3 separate regions of the Sus scrofa genome follow, and regions 1 and 3 are each linked to region 2. Evidence: chromatin contacts called from public Hi-C data. All regions are on one chromosome and are shown on one strand. The core of a region is the stretch at or near the end of the contact, and the rest is flanking DNA. Distances in the headings are between cores, read along the strand shown. Region 1 has its middle 77 kb from the start of EHBP1. Region 2 overlaps EHBP1 (EH domain-binding protein 1). Region 3 has its middle 50 kb from the start of EHBP1.

Region 1 (3,015 bases), core at 120-2,619, 160 kb after region 2:
ATCAGACCAAATCATGTCACACTATAAGCATCAGATGTTGGCGGGTGAGGGCAGCCAAGAGGCCACACTGGCTAGGGTCAGTTAGCAAATGAATGGCTTGACTCAATCAAGAAATCTTGTTCAACCTGGGAGGCCCAGAGATCAGGGTGCTGAATGACAGAGCTTATAAACAAGCAGATTCAGCTGCTAAACAAAGGGCATGATTGTGTTTAGGGAGGAGAGAGACGGAGGACCACATATTTCTTGTCAGTCTTTTTCTAGGATAATTACTCAATGGAGTGAAGCATCTTTAACCACTTAGACTTGGCTGCTGCATCTTTCATCTGAGACAATTCTCTGACAAGAGGGATTTTAACATCAATATATGATTGTTTGCAATGTATAGTAAGATATATTCATTCAAAATCACTTAGTAGCTGGGGAGTCTAGGTGGCAAGATGTTTCTGCATTATTTTTAGTCTACTTTGTGCTGATAGCTCACAGCATCCAATACATTTTTGCTGAATCAGTAAGTGAATCGGGCATCATTTGGATAAGGCCCCAAAATAATCATTTTGGTTCTGTCAACATCTAGTTTTCCAGTTTGGTGTTAGAAACATAGGGAACTGATCTAATGTTTTCTAAGAATATGACTATATGTGTTTTCATCTTTTTAGCCCTGTTTTCCCAGGGTGATGAAAATAAACACATTAAGTTGGAAGCACAGAAATGTCCATCTTCACTGCATGCCTGGATCCAGTGTTTCTCTGCTATAATGATATCCCCATAGGCCTATCTAGAACAATTTTCCTACTTGTCACCTAGATTGGAGGATAGATCCTTCAAAATGAGTAGAATTTGTCATTGTTGCTACTATTATTACTTGATCAGCAGAAAGGTTATTGGCTAGAATGGGCTAGGATGCCCTGGCAAATCAGTCATTTCCTGGCTATGCCTATAGCAACTTGGTAAGTACAATGAGGAGAGGAGAACAGATTAAAAAAAAAAAAAAATTTCAAGGTCCATTCTTTTATTCAAGGTCAAAACTACAAAATTCTTAGCTATTGGATCCTAAAGTGCTTGTTTCCTCGTAATCCATTCCAATAGGAGAGAAGATTTAAAAAAAAAAATTGTGAAATAGCTCGTAATGATAGGACCAGTGTTAAGCACATGTAAAATGGATATTTCTACATAGCAGCAGGATGAGAGAAACTGATATGTCAAATATTTTAAACTCCATGATCAAATTGGAATAATATCAAACATGATTGTAATCTGAGGCAACAGAATTCAATTTTCCTTGCATTATGGAGATTTCTCTGAGCAGACCCAGGTTAAATGACTGCTCTGAGGTTGATGACACACCGATTCCTAGTGCCAACAATGACTTCAGCCTGATGGCAACCTTTACAAATTGCTTCCTGTAAATTCTTTGCGAAAATAACAAGCAAATCATTTTGCTTGAGAGTGACTTTTAGCTAAGGGACTCCACCCAACAATCTGGATTTAATAAAACAAACAAAAAAAACTTTGGTATTACAAACATCTTTTTTGAAATGCAAGTTCCCCACATAAGTTTTTGTAAAAGCAAAGCATTTTCACTTTCTGTTCATTGAAAACTGAATGGATCCTTATGCATGGCCCAGTGGTTACTTAGTTTTTCTGATGAGTTGGCAGGGAGGGGTGGAAGGGGAGAGAAGATCACTGAAGAGCCACATGTATATATAAGATATTCAGGATAATATTTACAAAAGACTTTAAAGCCATAACCAGTGGCTTGGTAATTCAGTCATTTATCCATTCACTTACTCAGCACTTAATATTTAATAAGTACTAGGCATTGCTGTAGGCTCCGGAGATACCATAGTTGAACAAAACAGACAATACTTGTGTTCTCATGGAACTTACATTCTAGTGAGCTAGACCATAAGCCAAATATTATGCAAAGCACACTTTCTTTAAAGAGGACACTGGGTTTAATGGGCAAGGTAGAAGAATGATTTGCTTACAGAAGATTAGGGGTTGGGAACATTTATGTCTCTGTGATAGGTAGTAGATAAAAATCACACTAGTAAATATTTAAGCTTGGCATTGCTCAGATATGATATATAATTTATGATCTAGTTCCTGAACTCAAAGAACTTATGATTCTAACATATAAGGTGTTCCTGCACATAACACAGGCAGAGAGGGAAGAACAATCAGATATTTTGTATACCATCTGAGTCAGAGCTGAATCATTGCCTTCAGGGTTATAACTGGGGTGAGTGACGTTTAGAATGTTTGGGCCTTTAGGAATTCAAATAGAAATAGGAATTCTTTGACACTGTGTCCTTTCCTATTTGGTAAAACAAAACAAAACAAAAGAAAAACAAACCCAATGTAGTCATCGGCATGACAGGGAAAGTGTGTGTGTATGTGTGTTTCAAAAAATGTCAAATCTGCTTTGTTCATTCTAATGAAATCACTATGATTAAAAGAGGTAGAAACAGAAAATCTGGCAGGTTTTTAAGAAATGGTCATACAATGAAGAAACTTGGGCTTTATGAAGGTAAAACCACAAGACGTCTTTGGGATAATATCTCTGAAACTTTTTTTCTGATTTTCATTCCTACTTACTCTTTTTTTCAACTTTCCTCTTTTCAATATTCTTTGCCAGCTGCAATCATCAATCAGGGCTTACGGTTGTTTTCATCATATCCAGATATATTGGCTTCAGAGCTCATGAAATCAAAATCAACCTTATGCTTCTGCTACTCTTCTGGAGGCCACCAGGACTATACTTCACATCTCCTCAAACTCGGAGAAGAAACAGCTTTCTTAAGAACAACCCCTTTGTTGTTGCTGTTGTTGGTTGTTTGTTTGTTTTGTCTTTTTGCCTTTTCTGGGGCCGCTCCTGGCACATATGGAGGTTCCCAGGCTAGGGGTCTAATTGAAGCTGTAGCCACCGGCCTACGCCAGAGCCACAGCCATAGCAACTCGGGATCTGAGCCAGGTCTGCAACCTACACCACAGCTCATGGCAACGCCGGATCTT
Region 2 (2,851 bases), core at 207-2,706:
GAGGATCCTATAACAAAAGCAAAATATAAAGTTGAAATACATTTCTTAATCCAATCAATCCAATTTAAGAAAATACAGTCTTGCTCTTAGCTTTTACCAACTTTTAAAAAAGGGAGAGGCAGAATGGCTTACTCTTAAGAATCTTCCATTATTTATTGTTTTTTGTCTTTTTAAGGCCGCACCCACAGGATATGGAGGTTCCAGGCTAGGGGTCGAGTCGGAGCTATAACCACTGGCCTATACCACAGCCACAACAACACCAGATCTGAGCCCCGTCTGTGACCTGTACCACAGGTCACAGCAACACCAGATCCTTAACCCACTGAGCAAGGCCAGGGATCAAACCTACGTCCTCATGGATGGTAGTGAGATTTGTTTCCTCTGAGCCATGATAGGAACTCCCATAATTTATCTAAATTTAAATCATTATTTTACTTATGTTGATGCATAATATTATCTTCCATCACTGCATGTATGACAAGACAAAAAGAAACCTAGAGACAAATAACTTATGAGTGAACTATTAAGAAGAACTTTACTGAGATATTAAATGCTCATATAAAGCCCTGCCCTCTCTGCAATTGATACGCAAACAAGGAATCTCTGAAGAAGAAATATATCTCATAGTAAATAAGTGCATAATCCACCATGAAGGGGGTCATTTGACATCATTCTTAGAATGCTGAAGTCTTCTTACATCTGATTCTGATTTCCTCTCCATCAAATAATTTATGATAATTATAATTAAATAATGCAACTGTACAATTAAACAATACAGTTCTAGAACTGTATTATTAATAACCATTTCTCTCCATGGTACAGTGTAAGGTCTGTAATGTGTTGTTTATCACATCAGCTAGAATGATGTAATGCCTATACTGAAGAATCAATAAGATGTAACAAATTGTGAGGACATATTTATGTAGTTACACTGTTCTTTAACCAATTTATGCATTTTATATTTTACTTATTTTCAGAAGTTATATTATTTTTGTTATTCTTACCAGTTAAGTTATTCTTTTTATTATGCTATATAAAATATTTAATGGTATATAAGGCTTTCTTCCTTATAAATTTTAATTGCATAATATACACAATTTTAATATAATGCTAATTTTTAAAGAAAAATTGAATGTAATAGATAATACTAAATAGTAAAGATGAAAGCCATACAAAATGGGATATAGAATAGATTTCCTATTTGTCTCAGCATATTTTCCATTCCACTTCTCCAGAGGGAGTCACTTAATCTGTTTCTTAAGATCCATGATATGATAATCTGTATGAATGTAACTGTGTTTAAATATATGTATTTTATTCTGTAAAAAAAAAATAAAAATAAAATTTCAAATAAATAAATAAATAAAGCCCTGCCCTCGTTTTTATACCTGTAAGTATTTTAAACTCAAAGTCCCACTTGAGGCAAAATTTTCCTGGTGCAGAGGCTGTGTAAACATCTGGAATTTCAAAGTACTGCAAAGGATTTCATAATCTGTACAAAATGCCAAAATAGCTATCTATACCCTCAGCTGTCCTCCACCACCAGAAATCTAAGAAAAGGTAACAGATCCTACAACCAAACGCAGCTTTCTCCTAAATGAGGTACACTTTTGTAGTATTTATTTGACAAATATTTATTGGCTATTTATATAAGGAATAGTAGAGGTATTATATGGATTCAAATATAGTTGTCCATGCCTTCAAAGACAAACACAACTAATCTAAACACTTATATGATGAAGGAAATACATGGTTTTACTAGAGATTAGAAGATAATACATTTCTGAAAGGAAAAGCTTTATGAATGAGGAAGCATTGTGGCCAGGTGAGATTATATAGGATTTCCACAGGTATTAGAATAAGTAAAGGCAAGAGGCCAACAGATTGTAAGACATAAAAAGGAAAGTAGTGGGGTTGCATGACATGCACATTTAATTTATTCAACTTTATGTGTTAGAGGTAGGGGAGAGAAGGAAGCACTGAGAGTGATAGTGAATGCGCACAGATGCTATTCCCCCACTGAGTCCCAGGGACCATGTACTTGTCATAGGCAACACCTTATTCATAACTGATTCCACGTTAGTCTATTTAATCTTCAGTTTCTACTACTGCAGCTGAGGTTAGGTCCTCATCACTTTGTGCCTAGGCTATTTCCAGATAAAAGTGAACTGCGGCACTCTCTCACTCTCTGCCCTCCAATCAATCTTGTACACCAAATAATTCTCCCAAACCGCAGTTCTGACCACATTAGCACCAACTCAGATTTCTTTAATGATCCCTACAACCTATGGGATAGATTCTAAACTCCTTAGTTATTTCATTATTTCTGTTGTCTTATTTTTTACTTTAATAGTATGGAGGTTGGCTGATTCTGGGCTGTATTAACACAACTATTTCTAAGAGTAAATTCATATAGATAGCATAAAGAACTACCAAAACCAAGTTTATTTGGTAATGATGGGCAGGGGGAGGCAGGAAAGGGTAGAGAGGAAAAAGTGGTAGAGAACTCCTTGATATTTGTTTCCTCAGCCTGACCCTGCTCATGAACTAGGTTTATGGAGAGTGACTGCTGTAAAAAAGGGTTGAGGGAGCTTTTCCAGGAGGGATTTAAGGCACAAACAATGCTTCTTTAGAGACCAAGTAATAAAGTGTGAAACAAATGCTTAGGAAAGAGCATCTTACCACTCGTCCTGCCTATTGTCCCCACCTCCTCCATTTTGTTGAAGAATGCAGCATAGCTCTAGCACAGCTGGCACAATTAATAATAGTAAGTGATAATAATAATAATAGTTACAAAGCACACACTCTGCCTCAGTTAATGTGTTATGGTTTTAATCATCACAGCAACTTA
Region 3 (2,895 bases), core at 282-2,781, 130 kb after region 2:
TGTCCAGTTTTTCCTCACTGCACTCCACCTTACCAACACCTACTTCATGCTGAAGGTGGGTGCAATGACATTCACTTCCTCAGGAATGCCATACTCTGTCAAACTTCCATGCCTCTGTGCCTTGAATGCTCTTTTTTTTCTTTGACCACCAGACAAACAGCAACTCACCTTTTTTTTTTTTTTTTTTTTTTAATTCTTTTTTTAGGGCCATACCAGCAGCAGATGGAGGTTCCCAGGCTAGGGGTCTAATCAGAGCTATAGTTGCTGGCCTATACCACAGCCACAGCAACGTGGGATCCAAGCCACATCTGCAACCTACACCACAGCTCACAGCAATGCCAGATCCTTAACCCAATGAGCAAGACAAGGGATTGAACCAGCGTCCTCAAGGATGCTAGTCAGATTCGTTTCCACTGAGCCATGACAGGAACTCCATCAAATCATCTTTTAAATGTCAGCTAAAATATCACCTCCTCTATGAAGACTTTCCTCACCTTGAAATCTCTAACCTCTGCCAGGGACAACTGACCATTCCTTCCTTGTTAATCCCTGTTAATTTGAGTGTATTTCTATAGTAAATTTACATACTTTATTGCTTCTTTTTATTTAAATTCAGTTTTCTTTCCTATCACCAAGAGGTAAGTATCTTGAGGGCAGCTCCATGGATCTTTTTAGAGACCTAGGACTTCAGCTTTTCATTCAACTGGGTAAGAGTTCTCAGTTCCATCAATTCTACTCTGTGCTCAAGTTAGCAGAAGTCAGTTTCTACCGGAGTTCCTGTGTGGCTCAGTGGGTTAAGAACCTGACTAGTATCCATGAGATTGTGGGTTCGATGCCTGACCTCACTCAATGGGTTAAAAGATCCAGTGTTGCTGCAAGCTTTGGTATAGGTCACAGGTGTGTCTCAGGTCTGGTGTGGCTGTGGCTGTGGTATAGGACAGCAGCTGCAGCTCTGATTCAGCTCCTAGCCTGAGAACTTCCATATGCCTCGGGTGGGGCCCTGAAAAAAAAAAAAAAAAGTTTCAGTTTCTATCATGTATAACCACAGAGCCCTAATAGCTGCAGACATATACTGAAATTGAACCAATGGTCTGAGTTGAGGGTCTCAGGAAGCTTAGGACAGAGAAAGGAAATGCAGAGAGCCAGAAATTGGCAGTATTTGTTCAGTGCTCTTTAGAGGAGAGTATGCCTCCTCTGGGAACTCAGTCTGCTGAGTAGAAAAATATTCTCTATTGTGGGTCAAGGATAACTCTTCAGACTTCTTCATGGCCTAGAGGCTATTTCTAAGAACTTCTTCCACTTTTTTTTTTTTTTCTCTGATTCCACACTTACCTGCTAACCTTATAGTCACAAATTGAATTCTCAGGGTATTATGAGATCAAGAAGGAAGTAACTTTGGTAACTGGAAAAGGATATTCCCTCTGAAAGTATGTAACATCTGTAAGTGAGTAATATTGTATAGCAGTCTCTTGATAGTTTGGACAGTCCCAATCAGTTGCCTCAGTCTGATAGACGTCAGAGTCCTAGCAAAATTGTTTCTCAACCTTCAAGACTAAGATGGGCCTGAGGTGACTCGCCACGGTGGTATCACCCTTTGAGGCTCCACTGTTTCCCCAGATTAGACTCCTATTTTCTCCCACTTTTCACTGTAATACTTAGTAATACACCAGTGGTAGGTACATCTCCACGGTCCATATTCTTTACTCCGTAAACCTATCTAGGTTTGGACAGTAAGTAAAACCTAATTCTAATCATTAGCTATAATTAAAAAGAGAAGTAAGCAAGGTTTAGTTCTACTTCTGTAGGATAAAAGGCAATATTTATAATTTTTATTAAGAAAGTTGGCAATGTAAAGCAGTAGTTCTCTGTTGTTGTTGTTGTTTCCTGGGATATACAAGAATGGTATTGGCCATGTGTCCAGTTCCTGGCTTCATCCCTGTGACCCCATTCCTCCTTTTTCTCTCAAGAAAGCATATTGACATGCAAATATGTGACCATGATATTATTGTGATAACCTTACATCTTCTCTGGTTTATTTTTATGAGTTGATCATTTGCAAACTTTTGTATTTGTACCATGACAGTGGTTTGCAACACATCAGTCTGTCCTGTTGAGACCTGCTGATGTAAATACTGCAAGGAGAAGGTTTCAGCTAATTATTAACTAAGCTGTTTATGAAACTTCTCTAGTGTTTGTCAAATTAACAAGCCAATTTCACTCTTTCTTGTCAGTTTCACCAGGAGGCCCAAGAGCCATGACTTGGTGGTACTGAGAGCTTAAACTGAAGTAACGGTGTACTGGGAATCAGGAAGGCACTTCCACTACCAGAAATGGTTTGGCTTGTGTCCATCTCTCAAATTCAGGCTGACCCTCCCAATCTGTTAAATGAACAAAATTTTATTGAATAGAATGTTTTGAGAAAGCCTGAGTCACTTGCTCTTTTCATTCCGAGATGGTTGATCCAGATTCCTCAACTCCACACTGCTTAATCCCTGGCTTGCAGGTTGAATACTGCAAATGCTCGGTAATACCTTCCTTAGGCCACTAAGGGATTTATCTAGTACTTGACCTGCATTTTTTCCTCTAGAATGATAGATCTAACTGTATAGAAGTTACAGAAGCAAGTGATATTTAAAGAAAGGTCATAATGAAGTGTTTTCATGTCAATATCACACAGAATACCTGTGAGTTAGGCCCTAAAGTTTGAAGTAAAATGCTCTGCTCTTTATACCTTGCACTGATGGTTCAGTACTGCAGAGTCTTTTTTAAAAACGCTGCTGTGAGCCTGCATCCTGCATGCATGGAATTGCCTGGGAACAGAGCAATGAATTAAAGATGGCACAGCTCCCTTTGCTTAACATTTCCTATTTTTCAGGGGTTTGTTTTGCAACTTTA

Evidence for each region. A called contact is a pair of places that touch in the nucleus more often than the background predicts.
Region 1: a Hi-C map of liver shows a contact between it and region 2, with 2.3 times the contacts expected there. A contact is called at or near these places in 6 of 47 Hi-C or Micro-C datasets (embryonic fibroblasts, heart right ventricle, liver and 1 more).
Region 3: a contact with region 2 is called in a Hi-C map of liver, with 2.3 times the contacts expected there. A contact is called at or near these places in 1 of 5 promoter capture datasets (liver) and 2 of 47 Hi-C or Micro-C datasets (liver and skeletal muscle).

Annotation. Positions count from the first base shown.
Region 1 is chr3:79,337,107-79,340,121 of Sscrofa11.1, forward strand. No RefSeq gene overlaps it. Among named protein-coding and RNA genes, the nearest start is that of EHBP1, 77 kb to the left of the region's middle.
Region 2 is chr3:79,179,070-79,181,920 of Sscrofa11.1, forward strand. It overlaps EHBP1 (EH domain-binding protein 1), which reads right to left. Exons shown (of 25, transcript XM_021087470.1): 5 at 1-7. Among named protein-coding and RNA genes, the nearest start is that of EHBP1, 81 kb to the right of the region's middle.
Region 3 is chr3:79,310,775-79,313,669 of Sscrofa11.1, forward strand. No RefSeq gene overlaps it. Among named protein-coding and RNA genes, the nearest start is that of EHBP1, 50 kb to the left of the region's middle.